7 separate regions of the Mus musculus genome follow, and regions 1, 2, 3, 4, 6 and 7 are each linked to region 5. Evidence: chromatin contacts called from public HiChIP or PLAC-seq and promoter capture Hi-C data. All regions are on one chromosome and are shown on one strand. Each heading gives the region's core, a stretch centred on a gene start, on an enhancer-like site or on the middle of the called end of the contact. The rest is flanking DNA. Distances are from core to core; before and after follow the strand shown.

Evidence for each region. Promoter capture Hi-C pulls out the DNA fragments that hold promoters and counts their contacts. HiChIP or PLAC-seq counts read pairs in DNA pulled down with a chosen protein or histone mark.
Region 1: a promoter capture Hi-C map of pre-B cells shows a contact between it and region 5, with 4 times the contacts expected there. The contact joins the enhancer-like site here to the promoter of Angpt1 in region 5. A contact is called at or near these places in 6 of 39 promoter capture datasets (the 3T3-L1 cell line, the C10 cell line, cranial neural crest and 3 more) and 9 of 115 datasets of contacts at active chromatin or transcription factors (the SCID.adh cell line, acute myeloid leukemia, astrocytes and 5 more).
Region 2: a promoter capture Hi-C map of liver shows a contact between it and region 5, with 2.6 times the contacts expected there. The contact joins the enhancer-like site here to the promoter of Angpt1 in region 5. A contact is called at or near these places in 4 of 39 promoter capture datasets (3T3-L1-derived adipocytes, hippocampal neurons, liver and 1 more) and 1 of 115 datasets of contacts at active chromatin or transcription factors (bone marrow-derived macrophages).
Region 3: an H3K4me3 HiChIP or PLAC-seq map of the SCID.adh cell line shows a contact between it and region 5, with 10 read pairs. The contact joins the enhancer-like site here to the promoter of Angpt1 in region 5. A contact is called at or near these places in 3 of 39 promoter capture datasets (HPC-7-derived erythroid cells, cranial neural crest and frontonasal cranial neural crest), 1 of 15 datasets of contacts at CTCF or cohesin (the NIH/3T3 cell line), 3 of 115 datasets of contacts at active chromatin or transcription factors (the SCID.adh cell line, bone marrow-derived macrophages and embryonic stem cells) and 1 of 9 other capture datasets (embryonic stem cells).
Region 4: a contact with region 5 is called in an H3K4me3 HiChIP or PLAC-seq map of the SCID.adh cell line, with 14 read pairs. The contact joins the enhancer-like site here to the promoter of Angpt1 in region 5. A contact is called at or near these places in 14 of 39 promoter capture datasets (3T3-L1-derived adipocytes, the C10 cell line, the HPC-7 cell line and 10 more), 1 of 15 datasets of contacts at CTCF or cohesin (large pre-B cells), 3 of 484 Hi-C or Micro-C datasets (the Ba/F3 cell line, LSK cells and uterus) and 8 of 115 datasets of contacts at active chromatin or transcription factors (DN3 thymocytes, the SCID.adh cell line, acute myeloid leukemia and 5 more).
Region 6: a contact with region 5 is called in a promoter capture Hi-C map of the 3T3-L1 cell line, with 8 times the contacts expected there. The contact joins the enhancer-like site here to the promoter of Angpt1 in region 5. A contact is called at or near these places in 12 of 39 promoter capture datasets (the 3T3-L1 cell line, the C10 cell line, the HPC-7 cell line and 8 more), 1 of 15 datasets of contacts at CTCF or cohesin (the NIH/3T3 cell line), 4 of 484 Hi-C or Micro-C datasets (cerebellum, embryonic fibroblasts, pancreatic cancer cells and 1 more), 10 of 115 datasets of contacts at active chromatin or transcription factors (the SCID.adh cell line, astrocytes, bone marrow-derived macrophages and 6 more) and 2 of 9 other capture datasets (adipose tissue and embryonic stem cells).
Region 7: a contact with region 5 is called in an H3K4me3 HiChIP or PLAC-seq map of bone marrow-derived macrophages, with 5 times the contacts expected there. The contact joins the enhancer-like site here to the promoter of Angpt1 in region 5. A contact is called at or near these places in 2 of 39 promoter capture datasets (the 3T3-L1 cell line and pre-B cells) and 3 of 115 datasets of contacts at active chromatin or transcription factors (bone marrow-derived macrophages, embryonic stem cells and pro-B cells).

Annotation. Positions count from the first base shown.
Region 1 is chr15:41,776,110-41,779,011 of GRCm38.p6, reverse strand. The region is part of intron 3 of Oxr1 (oxidation resistance 1); the gene reads right to left. Among named protein-coding and RNA genes, the nearest start is that of Abra, 92 kb to the left of the region's middle. Within about 2 kb of position 1,426, at least 7 of the 459 cell types and tissues checked have an H3K27ac peak or open chromatin away from gene starts, as enhancers often do. A contact at or near this core is called in the SCID.adh cell line, acute myeloid leukemia and pre-B cells, where this site is marked.
Region 2 is chr15:41,743,532-41,746,250 of GRCm38.p6, reverse strand. All of the region lies in intron 3 of Oxr1 (oxidation resistance 1), which reads right to left. Among named protein-coding and RNA genes, the nearest start is that of Abra, 120 kb to the left of the region's middle. Within about 2 kb of position 1,275, at least 25 of the 459 cell types and tissues checked have an H3K27ac peak or open chromatin away from gene starts, as enhancers often do. A contact at or near this core is called in 3T3-L1-derived adipocytes, hippocampal neurons and liver, where this site is marked.
Region 3 is chr15:41,918,951-41,921,650 of GRCm38.p6, reverse strand. No RefSeq gene overlaps it. Among named protein-coding and RNA genes, the nearest start is that of Abra, 51 kb to the right of the region's middle. Within about 2 kb of position 1,365, at least 13 of the 459 cell types and tissues checked have an H3K27ac peak or open chromatin away from gene starts, as enhancers often do. A contact at or near this core is called in the SCID.adh cell line, where this site is marked.
Region 4 is chr15:41,844,822-41,847,521 of GRCm38.p6, reverse strand. All of the region lies in intron 11 of Oxr1 (oxidation resistance 1), which reads right to left. Among named protein-coding and RNA genes, the nearest start is that of Abra, 24 kb to the left of the region's middle. Within about 2 kb of position 1,276, at least 90 of the 459 cell types and tissues checked have an H3K27ac peak or open chromatin away from gene starts, as enhancers often do. A contact at or near this core is called in DN3 thymocytes, the HPC-7 cell line, LSK cells and 5 more, where this site is marked.
Region 5 is chr15:42,675,661-42,678,490 of GRCm38.p6, reverse strand. Angpt1 (angiopoietin 1) reads left to right here and starts at 1,514. Exons shown (of 9, transcript NM_009640.4): 1 at 1,514-2,326. The coding sequence starts at 2,030.
Region 6 is chr15:42,054,597-42,057,531 of GRCm38.p6, reverse strand. No RefSeq gene overlaps it. Among named protein-coding and RNA genes, the nearest start is that of Abra, 190 kb to the right of the region's middle. Within about 2 kb of position 1,616, at least 6 of the 459 cell types and tissues checked have an H3K27ac peak or open chromatin away from gene starts, as enhancers often do.
Region 7 is chr15:41,692,542-41,695,273 of GRCm38.p6, reverse strand. All of the region lies in intron 3 of Oxr1 (oxidation resistance 1), which reads right to left. Among named protein-coding and RNA genes, the nearest start is that of Abra, 180 kb to the left of the region's middle. Within about 2 kb of position 1,398, at least 58 of the 459 cell types and tissues checked have an H3K27ac peak or open chromatin away from gene starts, as enhancers often do. A contact at or near this core is called in bone marrow-derived macrophages and pre-B cells, where this site is marked.

The sequences.
Region 1 (2,902 bases), core at 177-2,676, 900 kb after region 5:
TAATCAAGAAATTTACTATATCACAGGTTACTGAAGTTTAGAAGTTCATTTAATGCTGTAATTGAAACCTAGCTTACCCAGAAAGGTAGATAGACAAGGGCCAGGGAAATACAGAGTGTCTCCCGTTGGGTTAAGACTTGAGCCTTTAGGATCCAGAGCTTCCCCATAGAAAGTGCTGACACATCAAATTTCCATCCATATTTCATGCAGGCACTAATTGTCCCTCTCCCCGGTCCACCCAAACATTGGTGAAATGCCAGGATGGCCATGGTTATTCAGCTGTGTGCCAAGAAGAGTCTTCTTAATGCTTAAATGCAGCTACGGCCTTTCTGAAGGATTGGTCAATTGAAATTCAACTTTTATGTAAAACAAGAGCACATAAAACCTATCTGGGAGGTAATCTCTGAGTAAGAGCACATGACAGATAATGCAGACAGTGTTCGCCATGTTATCTTCTGGACTGAACAAATTTAGATGCATTGTCTTCTGGCTTTTGCTATTGTTCTACATACCAAGAGCTGAACTGGTTAATGCCTATGGATCCAGTCTTGCCTTAACAGTTATTCTAAAGAACATGTTACTGTAGCACAACCATATCCAGTCATTTATTGCCTGTGGCTGCTGTGGGTTTCATAGCAGGATGACAAGTTGTGAAAGAACTTGTGACCCCTGAAGGCCTTATAGTTTTCACTTTGGTTTGCTTCAGAAATTTTTTGTTGATCTATTCTGGCCTGCTGAGATCATTTTAAAACTACTTCATCTATAGTGCCATTTTAATGTCCCTTTAGATAAAATCAGCCACAAATCCACCTCCAATGTTCAGGAAGATGTTGAATCAAATGTTAGGAAAAATTTTAAGGAACAAGATAAAACTACTCCTGAGGCTGACAATGACTACCTTGTATTGACTACTTTAAAGAAGTTTGAATCCACTAGATGACTTAATTTATGAGCTGAAGATTTGTCTTTGACCATGTAAAAGAAATTAAAGTTTTGAGTTCAAATTATCACTGTCTTCCACCCCTCAAATTATTTCAAGCCTACAATGTACTTTATATCCTTCAATTCCAATTTAACACCACTTTCAGAAAGTTGGTATTTTGTACAGTATTCCCCATAAGCTAGTGTGTTTCTAGTCTCCAACTGGTGGAGCTATTTGGGAAGGTTCTAGAATCTTCAGAAGGTATAGCCTCACTGGAGGTAGTGGGTCACTGGGGACTAGGGACAATCTTGAAATTTTATGGTCCCACCCCACTTCCTGTTCTCTCTTTCTCTGTTTCCTGAATGTGCATGCCTTGTGACTAACCAGCCTTCTCCTCCAGCCATCTTCCACACCTGTTGCCATGTCTTTCCAGACAGATGGACTGTATCTCTCCAGGACTGTTACTTTCATCTGGGTATTTCATCATAACAACAGGAAACAAAGCTAGTACACACAGCTTGTTCACCCAGCTACAGTTGTCTGGCAGAGAGCTTCCATCATCCAGATGGAGACCAGCTAGCTGTCACTAATGATTTTATCTTCCTAAGGACGTACCAACACAGTGTTTCCCAGATTCCCTTTGGTCAGGAGTTCTCAGGAGATTGATATCTTACCCCAAGATGGATTGCAAAAATGATGTCCATTGTTGGCAGGCCCATCACAGAAGAGCTCCAGTTAATGGGCCTCTGCTCCTTTTCCTCAGCATTTGATGGCAGATGAGTATAATGGTATAAGATGCCAGCTATGAAACATGGCTGAGCCTCAAGCTACAAGTTACATGGATCTATACCAAGGGAAGTGGTACATACCTGTAGTTCCAATACTTGGATGCTGTGGCAGGTAGATTGTGAGTTTGAGGTCAGCCTTGGCACAGCCAACCTATAATCCATATTGAGCCCTTGCTTCAAACAGGAGGAGGAAGAGAGATGAGGAAGGAGTTGAAGTGGCCAAGGTACTAAGTGCTACTATCAAGTGAATCTAGGTGCCCAGATCTACCTTGAGGGAACCAACCTTCACTTAGCTACTCTCAGAAACAGCAAGGATGGCATGTTGAGATCTGAATACAGCACAAATTTCTAACTTATCTCAGCCCATAAACATATGTTTGTTACAAGGTTGAGTATATGTTTCCCAGATATATCATAATTCCTCTGAATGCATTATCAAAGGCCACATATGAAAATTCTCAGGAACCCCCTCCTCCCCCCGAACCAGGTAGTTTGCATTGATGTACAGTAGCTGTGGGTATCCTGTGTGCATATCCTCACTAATCTTAGCCTATGCATTTCTATAGCCTAGCACCTTTGTTCTTAATCCACTACCTTATTAGTGACTTTGAAGAAGAAAACACAAGGGGAATTAAGCTTTGCTCTTCTAATTAAAATGTAAACACTGTACAGCTTCCTCCAAAGACATTCTCTCCTGTCCTGTCTGTTTGGTGTTAGTTTCTTTTAGCTACTTAAAATCTCACACTAGACTATGGCCTTGCTGACACTCAATGACGAATTTTCTGCCACTGATTCTGATTTATAACTGGTCATGTTGTCATTCCTGCTTCTGTTATTTTTATGTGCCAGCTGAGGAAATACCTTATGAGATTTCATAGTTTCTTTCCAATTTCCTTTCTCATTAGTGCTCTCCATACCTTCTCTCAGGAGCTTGATCATTGCTGATCTGGTCTTTACTGTTTTAGAGTAACAAATTAGATCACAATGCCTCCTGTTTATTTCCTGTCTTTTCATAGTACTCCAATGAGGACAGAGATTTTTTTCCCTCTTATTAAGAACATAGCCTGGCACTCAGATCTATGTTTGTTGACTGAATGGTAGAAATACTTGTTTTTGTTCCCCGCATTTTACCCAAAATGTTTTCTACAGCCCCAAACAAAAAGGAATTAGGCTATCTTCCTTCTCTTCATTA
Region 2 (2,719 bases), core at 26-2,525, 930 kb after region 5:
TAGAAGGGGTGGCAATAATCAGAATGCCTGTATAAACTGTTAAACAAGCTCAGTAAAAGTTTAAAAAGTCCATTTTTAAAACCTATCTAAATAGCTTCTGCAATAGAACTTGAGACAATGTGGATGGGCATCTCAAATATTGCCTGCCATGCCAAGGTGAGTCTTGCTAGTACCATGTTCTTAGCAATATAGAGATGTTTTATGATCAAGGTTTAAAAATTAAAATGTTCTTTGTGTTTGCTTTAGAAAATTCAAAATGCATAAAGGAAATGAAATCAGGAAAAGAAAAGCCTCAGCTACTGGTAAATGAGTTCAGTGTTTGGTTAAATATTAATATGAGGAATGGAGACTTTTGTTTTGTTTTTTGAGATTGGGTCTTTCTTCTTACCCTAGGCTGTCCCTGAATTCCCTGAAGTGCTTCTACCTCAGGCTCCCAAATGCAGGACTAGAGGTTTAAACGGCCACAGTGAAGACTGTTATAAGTTGTGTGATTTTTAATCCCTTGCCATATAAAACCCCACTGCACTGAGATTTTGTTCCTTGTGTCCCTTGTTTTTATTTCACTTCATTTGCCCTTCCAATTTCTCTTCTGTTTTATTTGCTTATTTAACACAAACTTGAAATCATATTCTCATCACATTTTGTACGTAAAGATTATGGACATTACACAGAGATGAAATATATATAAAGTGAAATGAGCACCTAACGATTGGATACTAACCAATAAGAAAAGAAAATGGACTAGAAGTCATCTGAGAAATCAGTTCAGATCTTTCAGGTGTATTGGAGAAAGACTGTTGTCTTTTGAAAAACATAAGGATTTCTCCTGTTTTATTTACCTGCAGACTAGGGTCTCAGGCATTCTCACTATGCATTCTATCATAAGCTGTATTTATATCTCCTCGTTTTTATTTTTACCATACAGAATGTACACAAAGCAGAATTCAACCACATTAGCTCTATTTTGAACATGTGTCTGGAAACAGTGAGAAACTGAACATCATTATATTATATTTGAAAACCATTTATTATACTTCCCAACAACAAACAAACGAAAAATCATTGCTGGAGTTCAAAGGCAAAAAGAACTCTCTCCACCACCACCTAAAGGCTGGGAAAGAATCGGCTGTGGCTTATCTCAGGATTGAAGCAGGCAGGAAGGAATAGGGCTGGAAAAGGTCGGAGGAAAGAGAGAAGGCATTATCACTGGTTTGCGAGTGACCAGAGCTTTGATCTACTGGCTGCTGTATTCCCAACATTGCTTCTGGTGTTCTGGGCTCTGTTCCCAACCCTTTGGGCAACAGTATTGCACTAGGGAGTCTGTTTCTATTTGCCTTTGTCCCCAATGTTCTTTCCTTCTCACAAACTGCAGTTCAATTTGTTGTCTCTGTTTACACAGAATATCTTTAGGACAATTGAAATTAATACCAAGGTTGCATTAGAACCAACAGAGTGAGTTCTCTGTTTAAGAGAGCAGGTTCTGCCCCCATAGAGCTCCTCACCAGTGCTTTTTTGCACTGTGGGCATGTTTACTAGTCCTTTACTATCACTAGGAACAAGCTGAGCATGTTGCCAGCTGGCTTTGGCATTGCAGTTCCTGCACTCCTTGAATGTTCTTCATTTTATCCAAGCCTCTGGCTGCATGCTCTCTGATCCGAGAGCTCTTCTGACTACTGATGTGTATCAGAAAGCACCTGTACCCCTCTGTATGACGTTTTCTTCCAAACACTTACCGCCAAGTGATACATATTGATTTATGGCTAGTTAACTTGAGTAAGATTTAAGCACGGAGATGTTCAATACAGTCCCTGCATCTAAACCAATACTGTCAGATAGCAAAGCATGCCTGCTTTATGACCCAAACACACGTAGCCATTCAGCAGGTGTTCAAGAAATATTTATAGAAAATTGAACTGATTGAAAGCACAATTGATATATGCCAGATTAATCAATGTATGAATAATAATGGTATTATATTTTAAATTTCCTTCTAAATTAATCATACTTTGGGTAGCATGTGTTAACTGACATCATCTAAATTGTGATTTAAAAGTACTAATAGATCAAGTAAATGGGATTATATTATTAAAAGATTAGCTTTTATGAGGGTGGGGTGGCATGGAGAAAGTGTTCAAGGCACAAAGACCAACTCATGATGAAGCCCACTGTGGCTTCGAGGGGACAGAAAATAGGAGAGAGATGACATTCTAGGAAACAAGTGCCTTCATAGAGCTTGTAAATTATTTTTGACAATTTTGATTTTAATCTCAGAGCCACAGGGATACAATTAGGATTTTAAGCAGAGCATTAATGGAATCAGATTTGACCTTTAGAAATTAACCATAAGTCATGTAATGGGTTACAGAGAGATATGTCCTGAATATAGGAGACCACCTCTGAGCTGATGGTTGTAATCTGTGTGCTCTATGAAGCACAATTATGGCAGTAGGGATTAAGAGAGGTGAATTAATTCAGGAGGCTTTAGAGGGTGGCTTGATTTTTTTTTAATTTTTAATTATTTTCTATTTTTTGGCTAGTTGTGGCAATGTTTGTTGGGCCTTGGAAGGGAGAGGAAAGAACTAGTTTGGCACTAGAGAATGGAGAAGGAAATGAGTTTAAAGGGCAAATGATATAAAATCAACTTTGAAAGGCTAATATTGGAGTACCTCTGGTGTATCCTAATGGACATGACTAAGTAACAGTTGGAGATATTGGTCTA
Region 3 (2,700 bases), core at 116-2,615, 760 kb after region 5:
ATCATTGGTTACAGCCTGGTGACAAGGAAAACGTGAGGTCAGACTTTTGAACTAAATTGGGATACAGCCAAGCTGGAGAATATTAAGCAAATCACTACTTTAGGACCCATTGACTAGACAAACTTTGTCAGTATTCAATTCACAAGCCTACTGAGCTTAAAGGAGACTTATGATCACAAACAACCCTGAGTGCAGCCTTCCTTTCTTCAGTTAGCTATGTGGTATACAGATGGTGACAATCTAGTGCCTACTGGATTACTAAATTTTATAAGTGGTATTTATGTAGTTTCTTAATTTGTCAAGTCTACTATTGCTAACCATTCATAACCATCTAGTTTGAATATATCATGATGATTGAGTCACTGACTATACTTTTTTAAATGTGTTTAGTTTTGTTTACCCCTTTGTGGTGGTTTGAATATGCTTGCCCCATAAGAAGTGGCTCTATTAAGAAGTGTGGCCTTGTTGGAGGAAGTGAGTCACTGTGGGGCTTGGCTTTGAGATCCTATGCTCAAGCTCAAGTGAAAGAGACCCTCCACTTGGCTGCCTGCAGAAAACAGACCCCTTTGGCTGTCTTTGGATCAACTTGAAGAACTCTCAGCTCATTCTCCAGTACCATGTCTGCCTGCACACTGCCATGCTTTCCACCATGATGATAATGGGCTGAGCCTCTGAACCTGTAAGCCAGGCCCAGTTAAATGTTGTCCTTACAAGAGTTGCCTTGCTCATGGTGTCTCTTCTCAGCAAAAATATAAAAATATAAAAAATAAACCAAACTAAAATACCCTTTTTCTTTAAACACATGTGGTACTATGAAAATGGTAACATAGCCCCGCTGATAACTTTTAAGAAACCAAGTGAGCACTTATTCAATAAAGATCTTAAGGGCCCTCATAGCACCCCTAAGTGTTGAGTTTCAAGCCCTGATCTGATGTCTCATAAAAATCTCCACTAAGGGAAGCTCCAAGTACCACTAAGCAGTGAATCTTGTTCTAGGCCTTTCATGATGAGACAGCAGACCACCAGCACAGTGTCACACCCAGCCTCTCCTCTTGCTGGTTTTGTTGAGTTCCATAGTCTCCTAACATGCCAGCAGCATGTTTGCTTTTCATTTGTTTGTGGCTTATTTAAGCCACAGATGTGGGTGGGTGGCAGGAACTCAGCACTTTTCTTCTTTGGCGATAAGGATGGCCATCAACAAAGCACATATGGCTCCTATTAGAGTAAATGGAAGGCACGTGTCTAATTTGGAGGGTAAAATTGGAAAAATTGAAACAGCTGCAGCTAGTGATCCTCTGTTCTGAGTGGATGTTGAATGAGGTGAATAGTTCAGTCTCTTCTCCTAACCTGCTTGTATGACTTCCTTGTTGCATAACTGTCATCTCTTTTATCTGGTTCACAAGGCATAGGGTTTTCTCTAAGCTTTTTTGATTAGTATTCATTTCTTCCTCATTATAAAAGAAGAAATCTGGAAAAGTACACTTCACATTAACTCTATTAGTGCCAATGGTAGCCAGCAACATGGTAGATTCAACAGAATGTGTGTGGCCAATGATCAGGATCTTTTGAAGGGACCCACATATATAATTGAGGCAGCAGAATGAACATAAGATTCATTTTGCTCTCACTTGTGAATTAATAGTTTAATTTAGTGATTGGTAAACATCTCAATGTGCCAATAACTGGTTAAAAAAAACAGAAAATTATTATTCTCTAGGACTTTATATTCTAGGAAAGACCAGCAAGACAGTTGTTTTACACATAAAACCATGGAGGCAGAGATATGTTGTTATTCATTATTATTCTGTCTGTGCTCAAAAAACCTATTGACTATATGAATAAAATTCCTGCAATATATGTAGAAAGTCCAAGCAAAGGCAGTGGAAACAAACATAAGGTTGGATGGAAAATGAGGGCTCATCGGTCCAGAAATTAATCTCAAAAGGAATGAGACAGACCAGGAAGAATGTGTGCAGTCTAACTGGCTTTGGAGAGGCTGACCTCTAAAAGACAGCCATGGGATAGGGAGAGATCAAGATGTTCTGAGATATAAGATGAGAAGGAAGAGAGTAATGTCACAGGAGAGGAAGATACACACACACACACACACACACACACACACACACACCACTCACCTGCCTCATAAAGAGAATTTGAAAATGGATGAAACCAGGCCAAAATCTTTTAAGGATAGACTGGAGGAGGTGGAGAAGGGGGCAAGAGAGGAGAGAGGAGGAGAGGGAAAAAAAAAGAAATATATATATAGATAGATAGATAGATAGATAGGAGAGAGAGACAGAGGAGAGAGAGACAGAGACAGAGAATCTCTTTGGCCCATCTATGTGCATCTAGGTGCAACACTCAAACCCTCGGTAAGACCCAACAAAGACTGGAAAAGTATCAACAAGTGTTATCTACACATTCACATATTATCTATGCCCCATGTGGGACAAACGGCATTATGTCACCAAAGAAGACACTACTAGCCTTTCCTAGAATTCAGCTAAGTTATGTTTAACATGAAGGGTTTTTTTTAAATTTTACTATGTACTTGAGCTAGCTTTTTAGCATCCTTCTGCACCTGTTATCAAGTTCTAGAGGATGAGAAACGAAGAGAATAAAAACTAATAAACATTCCAGAAAACTTAGGAAGAAGTTAACAATATTGGTTCCATAATTTTATTTCATGTTTGAAAGTTT
Region 4 (2,700 bases), core at 27-2,526, 830 kb after region 5:
TAAATATTTATGTAGCACTGTTAGAAGTGACGATTATAAAATCATTAACTGAAAAATGTTATTGTATGCTCTACATTAATAATTGTTCAGCCAAGATTTAAATCCATATGTAAAACCAAACACAAACAAACAGTAATAATAAGTAAATAAATGCAAACAGTATTCAGACTTCTTTTGTTTTTAGTAAGTTGCCAAGGATTGTTTAAAAATAAATTTATGATTTGCTGTTGGTAAATGTTTGATTTTTTTAAAAACCTATTTTTTGTACTATAAAATGTAAACATTTCTGGGGTGAAAAGAGCACCCCTGTCTGCTCATAAGCCTCTACCTCTCTGATTTGGGGGGGTATGCATGCAAGTGTGATCATGTGTGTGAACTTGTAGAAGACAGATACTGATACTGCCTTTATCTCCCTTGATTTCAAGATGGTATCTGTGTGAACCTGGAAGCCATGGCTTCAGCTAGGCTGGCTGGCTGCAAGGCTCTGGGACGCTGGCCTCCATCTCACTCCAACCTCCCCCGGCCCCTCGTGTCTTGTTGAAGGACCACGTCTTCTCCCAGGTTTTCCTGAGCCTTCACTTCTCTCTCCTTTGGTCTGTAGTGGTTATACATGACAAAAACTTTACGGTATTACTACAGGGAAGGTCTTAATCTTCTAAAACTGCCTAGACTGCTCTTCTTGTTTGGTACTGAATTTGAAAGCCACATGTTACAGGTAAAAACTATTACAGAAAACACAAAAACCTTACAAGTTTCCTCAGGCCGATACAACAATTACAGATCTTCCAGACCACAACATAATTACAACAACTTCTCACAATACAGTGAAGGTAGAGGTAACCACAAACACATGGTGATTCTTCTGAGCTGTAGTAGCACTGGTGACTCACCTCAACTGGTTATGGTAGAGGTTGTGGCTACAAAATGCCGTTAAGCTAGCTCATGCGTAGAGGGGTTAGCCCTCAGAAGTTGGCTTTGAAAGGCTCTTGTTTTCATTAACCACAATGAACTGGCTACCACTAAACACAGGAACAGCCCTAGGAAGGGGTACATCGTGGTTGCCAAAGGCTGTGCACGACTTGGGAGTAGAGAAAGCTGGGCTTGTCCCCAGTGCTCCTCTGTTGTCATGCCATGCTGGATCTGCTAAGCAGCAGTTCTTATGCTCTGGTACAGGATTCTTTCTCCTTACAGGTAACAGTGGTGGTTTACCCTCCAGCCCCCGAAGCTTCGCTACAGCAGGGTTTAATGAGAGTACAAAGCAAACAGGGGGTTTGAACAAAGCAAACACAGGCATGTTTACTGAGGCCCGAGGGATGGCTGGCAGTGTCTAGGGAGCACTCTATCGCCGTGCTTTGATTTATCACGTTTCCAGTTACCTAAGGATTAAATCAGAGCTTGAATGGCTGACTCCTTACCTTTCTCTTTAGGTTTTTCAGTTAACTATTTTATATATTCTGGATGACTATTTTGGAATTAAAATTTCAGTTTCAGAGAAATAACAATAAAGATCTGCCCATTAAAAAATACTGGTTTATTATTATTAATTTTTAGTTCCTGTCTGGCCTGGAACTAACTACATCAGCCAAGATGACCTCAAACTTATAAAGAGCTCTGCCTGCCTCTACTCCTAGAACTCTGGGATTAAATCTGGGATTAAATCTCTGGGATTACATCCCAGAAACAACAGTTTTTGATAAAGATGAAAGAAAAGGATACAGAAACTGACCAATCAGGCCCTACTTTACTTCCCACACTCTAAGGTCGTAAGGGCCAGAGAGGATGCTACGTGCGGTCTTAGGACATTTGATCGTCAGCCTCTTCAGCAAGAGTCTTCCCATCCTGAGGCTGGTCTCTGTGCTCCTGCCTTCCCACTAGTCTCATAGCTACTTCCAGTGCTACTTCTTTGTGTATACGCTAAACACACTTCCTGAGGGCAGTAAGCTTATGCTCACAAAAGGGTTAGCTTTATAAACATTTTAAAATCCTGTTTTCATAAACATCCCTGAAAGTCATTAATATAATGAAGGATTGGCATTAAGAGTCCAAGTTTATAATGTGAATATCTAAGTTTCTTTAATGTCAGAAGCCTCGCTTTTCTCATTCTATGTTTTCTTACATTAAAGTGTGTGTGTGTGTGTGTACGTGAACGCATGTGTTTATGGGATACAGCACATGTGTGCAATTCAGAGGACAACTTCAGATGTCAGTTCTCACATTCTACCATGTGAGTACCAAGGACTGAACTCAGATCAACAGTCTTAGCAGCAAGTGACACTTTTTACCTGCTAGGCCAGCTTCCTGGCCCATTCATAATTTACATATATATTACATATACTATATACATACATATTGCTAGGTTTCACTGCACACAACAAGGGATGGAGGTGCATATTTTACATATCGAAGCAGACCTGGCTTCCATATTCTCCCAGCATCCCTCAGTCCCTACCTGGCATACCCTGCTCCCAACCCTGACCTTTCCAGCCCAAAGGGTCTTCTCTATATAATCCAGACATTCTGAGCTCAGCCTCCCCATTCTCCTCTCTCTCTGCATGGATGCTTTTTCACCACCCCCTCCCATGGAGACTTCCCTGGCCCCATCCTGGGGCTGCTGAACTTGCCCACCGGAGGGCAGCTTCCCAATAAACCTGCCTTTAATATAGTCCAATCTGGTTTGAATCGGCTCATTTCACAGGCAAA
Region 5 (2,830 bases), core at 265-2,764:
AAATAGGTAAACTAGATAATTCTCTTTCCTGGGTGCCATTAAGCTTTGAGTGGCTAACTTTTGAGGGTTTTTTTTATTTTTGTTTTTGTTTTTTTCCTTTCAGAGATTGTCAAAGACAGTTAGGTTCAGAGCCCAAAGAGTTAAACATAATACCTATGTCTTGGGTTTGTTGCCATGATTAAATGACATAATACATAAGGAGTGCTTAAAGTGAGGTGATAAATAACAAACTCTCAAGTGGCATTATCGCTGCCTAAGAGCAACCTTTCCTATGACTCTTATATGTAATGTGGCAAGTCTCTTGCAGGGTCAGAGAACTTTGCTCCTATGTTTGGCATAATGTATCAATCTGCCCAGAAGCCTGTTATTTGGTGTGGAAAGGACCAACGAATCTCATCACTGTTTGTTTACTGTAAGCAAACCACCTCCTCTCTGGAGTCAGTTTTGACCTCTGCTTTCCTTCCTAAAGATGCATCTGTAGCCACCACTGCCCTTACCCACTGCTCTGCCCCCATTCCAGGACTCAAGAGTCATGCTGTGGCTTCTGTTTGTATACATGCCTGAGAGCAGAGGCTCTTTCACTTCCAAAGCCCACGAAGTTCCTAATGAAAATCCTGCATGTACACACATCCAGTATCCTGATTCCACCCTAAATTCTGTAATCATCTCCTGGTCTTTGCACTTGACTGTACCTTTATTCAAATATTTATATTCTGTACTTAGGAAAGCACCTTCGGATCATATGGCTTTCTTTCTTAATAAAAATCGCAGAGGTTTCGCTTGTGTAAGCCATTGGCACACCTGATACACGCTTGTTCTCAGATGGTTTGACTCTGTAGCCACAAAGGATGTGTGTGGAATTTCCATACCAGTGTTAAAGGCAGCCATAGCAATGCCAGAGGTTCTTGTGAAATATATGATTAGCATGTACCACAGGAATTAATAATTCTCAGGCCACTGTCTTAAACTGTAACCACATTGTTGTTGTAGGGAAGTTGCTCAATTTATACTCAGAGAATGTGAACAGCTGCGTTCTGACCAAGAAACCAGCGTCATTTAAAATCCATATCCCAAAAGGTGCTTTCAAAATACTACTTAGTATGCACATGATATGTTGCTTTGAGTGACAAATTATGGTAATTTCCTTGATAATTTGATCCTTTGATTCTTTTATTCTCCTTAAAGCCTATGTAAATACAAAGGGGAGAATGCCATTTCTAAAAATAGTTTTTAAATGTCTTTTCTGGAGTAATTTTTTAAATTTAATAATTTTATACAATTATAAAAAAATCCATTGGAGATTGTGCCAAATTAGGGTTCCTCAATTAAACAATAACTTTGAAAACATACTTCTAGCTTGCTTAGATGTTAGTAGGTCAGCAAGCACACCCGAACCTATTAAGGTGGACTGCTCTGTTTATTGATTTTCCGTGCATCTGCTAAGGACTCAAGGCAATTGTCTGCGGAAGGGGGCGGGAGGCCCATACATGATCGAGGTCATGCGCATCTAGCCAATTTGTAAGCCGATCCGCCGCCCAAAGCCATCAGCAATCCTTAGCATAGGGGCACACTCATGCATTCCTGTCAAGTCATCTTGTGAAGGCTGCCTGCTTCCAGCTTGGCTTGGATGTGCAACCTTAATAAAACTCACTGAGGTCTGGGAGAAAATAGCAGATCTGCTGCAGATAGGGTAGAGGAAAGGGGCTAGAATATGTACTCGCAGCTGACGCGGGCAGGCTCCACGCTGAACGGTTACACAGAGAGGAAACAATAAATCTAAGCTACTATTGCAATAAATATCTCAAGTTTTAACGAAGGAAACTATCATTACAGTTAAAATTTTTTAAAGTAACGCTTTTTTAGAACAAAGCTAACAAATGGCTAGTTTTCTGTGGATCTTCTTCAAACGCTTTCTTTAACGGGGAAAGAGTCAAACAAGCAGTTTTACCTGAAATAAAGAACTAGTTTAAAGGTCAGAAGAGAAGAGCAAGCTTTGCAGGAGGCACGGAAGGCAAGCGCTGGCAGTACAATGACAGTTTTCCTTTCCTTTGCATTCTTCGCTGCCATTCTGACTCACATAGGGTGCAGCAACCAGCGCCGAAATCCAGAAAACGGAGGGAGAAGATATAACCGGATTCAACATGGGCAATGTGCCTACACTTTCATTCTTCCAGAACACGACGGGAACTGCCGTGAGAGTGCGACAGAGCAGTACAACACCAACGCTCTGCAAAGGGATGCTCCACACGTGGAGCCGGATTTCTCTTCCCAGAAACTTCAGCATCTGGAGCATGTGATGGAAAATTATACTCAGTGGCTGCAAAAAGTAAGTGATCGCTTTCGGTTTCTAATTGCTCTGAGCTTTTCCCTTCCCTCTCTGCAGGGAGCTCAGAGTTCCGTAGGGGGCATTTGTGTTTACCTTTTGCTCCGGGGGGCAGTGTTTGCAAAAGAAAAAAGGCTCCCTCTCTGGACTCAACTTCCTGGGTAAGCCAAGGGTCCTGGGCTTGTGGGAACCTCTGATCCTGTAGCTTCCTAAATGTGCGTCTAACATTAGCAAATTTTATGCCAACCCTGTTGTTTTTTAAAGTTTATCTTAGGCATTTTGACTGTCAAAGCCCAACTTTGAAAAAGTAAGCGCGCACTTCTTGGACAAGGTGGTGTAAAAGGAAATCATAATGGTGATATTAACAGAGGTTCAAATGGAATGTACAGCAAGGAGTTTTGTGAGTTGCCATGGGAAATCTTCATAAAATGCTTACCCCCACCAACTTTTAATAAAAGTATGCAATGAGAATAAGTATAAAGTACCCATATTGTCTTCGTTTAGAAA
Region 6 (2,935 bases), core at 367-2,866, 620 kb after region 5:
CTTTCTCATCTTTTCTTGTCATGTAGGCGGAATCATGCAGAATGGATTCATTACAGATTGGTTGCATTCATTTAAGTATATATCAGGTTCCTCCATGTCTTCTTACAACCAAACTGCTCATTCTTTCTAATGCAGAACAATATTCTCAAGTCTAGAAATATCTCACCATTCACTTGTGGAAGAACATTCTGATGATTCCAGTGTTTGTTTAATTAAAAATAAATCAGTTATAAAATCTATGTACAGATGGGTCTTCAGGCAGACATAAGTTTTCAACTCATTGCATAAATAACAAAGTACAAATTGAAAATCTGTCAGACTATGTTAAGAAACTGACCTCCTGTCTTCCAAAATGTCTCTTGTTTCTTTTTTGCCCAGAGGGAACCTATCTTAAGGCTCTAAATTTTTTCTGTTCTTTGCATCATCTCCCTCCAAAGGACACCACTGAATAGAGCCAAGCCTCTAGCTGTGACATCTCCTTTTTTGTTTCTTGTGTAGGCAGGCCCTCTGCAAAACACGCCAGCACTGAGCAGCACAACGCTAATCAGGTGGTCAAAATCACATCCAGAAACACCCAACATCTGCTTCCCATCATGAGAAGGCTGTGTGCCAACTGCAACTCAGTCAACATGTTGTATTGGCAATGGTTTCTGCTATACACAGGCCAAACTTGAGGACTAAGACTTACAAGAACTCGGAGGCAATTTGCATGTTTTGGACTGCCAGGTTTATCTTCCATCAAGCTCTTCAGGATTTTCTCAGTTTAAGAAATACCTTGCTGTCATCAGTTAAATTGAGGTTCTGGTCGGGAGAAAATCTCCAGCTCATGATCTGTGGGCTCAAATTTCACATGTATATGAAGCCTTCAGTAAATAAAGAGTGGATGGACAGAACTACTCTTCATTGCCACCTCCTACACATAGGCTAAGATATACCTCTCTTTCAGAAATATTGGGGTATGAGTGTATGCACATGTACATGCACACATACCTTCTTATATATCCCAAGAGTCCTCATTAACCTTGTTAGTCTAAAAACAATAATAAAAATAATAAATCATTTTCACTCAGCCCTGTTCAGGATTTTCCTAAAGATGTAGCATTGCCAGAAAATGTCAAAATATTCATCCCGTAATCTAAAGAGCTAAAGTCGGAACCTAGAAATAAGTAACAAAATGCATAGAATAACATCTGCATGAGATAGGGGTGAACTTGTAAATTTAGATTAGTCAATTTTACCCTGTGTGGATGGTGACCTTGATTGTAGAAATGTAACATGCATTTTTATTTTATTAAAACCACTTAAGGATTGTCCTGCTGATGTGGGTTTTAAAACATCCTGTGTTGGAATCCCACTAATGAATATTGTGTCTATGGTGTCACCCTGGGTCTTAATACCCAGGGCAGAGTCAAGTTGGGAAGTGAGGAAAATTTAATAATGAGTGGTTAAGCAACGTTCATGGAAAAAGAGGGCAGTGGGCCTATAAGGAAGCCATCAGTACTCCCAAACTAAAGGGCTCCAGAAAAGTAGGGGTGGAGACTCCAGAGACAGGGTTTGTATAAACAGGACTTCTAGAAGACATCCTCAATCAGGTGCAGCCATCTTGAACCACAGGGAGTAGAACTGGGGAAGCTCAAATTCATTCTTTCCTCAATTTCCATATTCTGGAAATGCATGCCCAAAGAGAGCTATGGGCTCCTTGATGAAGATTTCAGCTCAAAAGAGCACTTGTTTTACTTGAGCTGAAATCAATATAAGCTCTGTTTTTCATCAGCGTGATCAAAGCTTGTCTCTCTAATGCTCAGTTGCTTAACTAATCTTTTGGTTTAATCACAATGGAAGTAACTTTAAACATTAAAGCTTTTGTTAACTGCAAGCTTTATGAAACATTTGTTATAGGAAGTTACTGTTATTGACCTAAAAAAAAAAGTTTCTAATCAGAGGTTAAACTTAAACTCAACGAAAAAAATGTACTGACCAGTATCAGCCATACAGTCAGAACAGCCCTATGTTGATGAATTCATTCTTCTTGGGGCTCGTTAGCAGAAATCATTCCAGCTTGCTTCCTCCTGTAGTTATGGAAAGAAAAACTGCATCTCGACTCTGACACATTAATCAAATATATTATAGAATTAGTATGCTTCTTCATGCGAGATTTCTCTCTCAAGCCACCCTTGGAGAACTCCCCTGATCTTTTATATTTATGATCACATTTATTTGGCCTTGAAATGCAAAAAAAAATCCTAAATCATCAAAAATTTACATACTAATTTGTCTTTTGGTTAATAAGTTTCCAAATAAAAGTAACTTCATACCTTAGCAATGTGTACAGTAATTACCTGGTATCAGTCAAACAACAGGAAATCCTTTTATTTAAAGCTACATTTAAACAAAAATTTTGTTAGTCTAATAAGGACTAATAAAAATAACAAAAAGACTAATAAACTGGTATTAAAAGGAAGAACTATAAAATAACAATAAGGACATCTGAAAAAGTTATGGGAAATTATACTATTAAGTAGTTATGTAATAAAACTATAATAAGCATAAGTCTGTATGTAAATATTCATATATAGTTTATGTGAAATTTTCTCATCTGGGCTAATGATGAGCTTTCTAAGTGCCAAAATAATTCAACTAACAAAACTCCAACACCAGTAATGGGAAGACATGTTTTTACTTATGAGTTAAGATTGTCCAAGAGACTTGCAAAACATATAGGCTATTGTTGTATTCAATACCATGCAAGACTGCAAAGGAAGGAAGCAACCAACAGTCCTATCCAGCCATGATGCCTATGAACCAATGATTAGCATGGCACAATAAACCTATGAGTGCAGTAGTGGCACACATACCTTGGCGCCAGCCAATAGCTTTCTAATCAGACTTAAGAGGTGCTCAACAAGAGGAAAATCTTGTCTAGAACTGGAAATCC
Region 7 (2,732 bases), core at 149-2,648, 980 kb after region 5:
AGGGAGAGGGAGAGAGAGAGAGAGAGAGAGAGAGAGAGAGAGAGAAGGTAGCATGAATGACTGTGCTGAATCCCAAATCACATAACACAGGAAGTACAACTAGGCATTATTGGGTTTATTGTTCACATAAAAGTGCACATTAACAATTCAAGCATGAATCACAGGCAGGGGTCAAACTCAGACCAAACCATTCACAACCTGCTGACAAGAATGCAGTAGCTGTAAAAATTATGTAAGGTCAAAGTCAGCTGCTAGGTGTGCTTGTTATTCCAAAGCATTTGCACCCAGAAGTATAAATAATACTAGATTTACCTTGTAAGAACAACTCCCCCACAGATATTAATATTTGATTCTGAGGGGAAGTATGCATATCACAGACATTTTACAAAGCTTTACCCTGTTCTAATTTCATAAGAGTTTAGAATTGATTTCAACTGGCAATGTCAAATTATTCAAATGTGAAATACGATTTACTGAAAGTGATTTTATTGTAAAAAGTAAGAATGTTATAGTGGGCATACTGATGTGAACGTCAATAGAAAATATATATGTACTTTGTTATCTACCATTCCTTCTAAATTAATCAAAATAATCAAACTAAATAGCATTTACTTTATCTACTTTCAGTAAGACCACATTGTCATGGGGCTCAAATAATCTCACTAAAACTGCTTAGAACAATATTCTATACCTTCTTACTATTCAACATTTGGAATAAAATGATCTTTAAAGCTAGTTTTTGGGGCTGGTGAGATGGCTCAGTGGGTAAGAGCACCTGACTGCTCTTCCGAAGGTCCAGAGTTCAAATCCCAGCAACCACATGGTGGCTCACAACCATCTGTAACAAGATCTGACGCCCTCTTCTGGTGTGTTTGAAGACAGCTACAGTGTACTTACATGTAATAAATAAATAAATCTAAAAAAAAAAAAAAAAAAAGCTAGTTTTTGAATTTTTAAATATGGTTTCTATTAATCCACAGGGAAATGAATTATTTCTGTTTATTAAATTTGTTTATTAAAATCTAAACTAACATAAATGTTCAGAAAAGTTGTTGGCAAGAGGTAGTATTTGCCTAACTTGTAAAATTACTTAATTTTAACAATTATTTTAGGAATTTATTCTATGAAATAGTCATTTATATGGTCAAGAAGGTCCCAAAGACTTACAAAAAACATAAAACATATTGCCAGTTCTTTTGGTTGACTTCCAGAAATTGAAGTGAGAACCTATTGATGAAGATACCACAAACTTTGGAGAGCAAGCATGAAAAGAATTGAACAGGAACACTTCTCTGAGGACTGGCTCTGATTACTGGAAGGAGCTATGCAAACTGTTGAAGGACAAAGGCAATCAATGGCTCCGCCCAGCTGTCATGTGTATTAACCACAAGAATGACAAGAATGGCAAGATACCTCTATTGATGCAATAGTGTCACTTATGTGCTGAGGGGCAGCCAACTGCTAACTGTGCCTCAGGCCTCCTTTTTTAGAGGAAGTTCATGGCTGAAACTGTTAATCAAAAACACTCCAGTAACTAGTAAGCCCAAGGACCCCTAGCCCAATGCCTAATATTGCTCCTTTTCTCAACAAGTATTATGTCTAAATGCATTCTAAATAGCCCTTTTTATATCCTTAGGCAAGTACAGCTCTCACATCTCACCAAAGAAGTTTCTTTTTGCAGCAGATAGAGAGCATTACAGAAAGCTGCAACTGGAGAGACTAAAAAAATTTCTAGAACAGGTGACTGTGTAATGCCCAGCCCCAGAGAACAGAACTCTAATGTAATACTAAACACTACAGCAGGTAACACTACACCCAAATCTTGGGAGCATAGCAGAAAAGGGGAGCAAAAGGACCAGGAAGTCGTTAGTGAGACCAGGAAGCCAGTAGTGAGAGGACCAGGAAGCTGGGTGTGAAAGAACCAGGAAGCCAGTAGTAAGATTGTGAAAAATGATAGGAATGCTACCTCGTGTTTCCTTAATGATATGGTGGCCTATAAAATTCCTGAAATACCAAACTGACATGCCTCTGTGGATGCAGGAAATCTCACAAGACCTCACTCATCGATAAGAAACTACAGGCGATTAATAGCTTCGGAGAGAGGGAAAATGAGTCTCCTCCAGGGACAAGTCCCCTGATAGGACGAATCCTCAGTAGACAGCCATAAACACATACACACACAAGAAAGCTAAGTGAATTCAGCAGGATATGTTTATAAATGAACTTATCTGTATCTATAAAATATGTATGTAGCAATAATAATTAAAGAATAAGAGGGCAGGCATGGTTTTGAGAAAGGATGAGGAGATAGTTCCAGGGAAGAAAGGGAGAGAGAAAATGTAAATATAATATTCACAAGTGAAGTTCTCAATAAGTAAGTAAGTAGGTAAGTAAGTAAATAAATAAATATTACTTGAATCAACTAAAAATAGTTATTGAGAAAAAAAGATGAAGAGAATACGTTGATCTATAAGCTGTAGAGTAAAAGAGTCACTCGAAAAGTAAATGAACAACAATAAAACACAATTCCAGCAACAGAGATCAAGAAGCTGTGGCTACCTTTGTACTAGAGAATACTAGAGAATAGAGAATACTAGAGAATAGCCATTGAATGTGGTGATTAGAGTTATACTTATTGACACAAAATATGCAGTATAATATATATTACTAAATCAATATATGTTAGTAATTAATATGTAATATACTAGGTTTAAAAGAATAGACTTTATAAA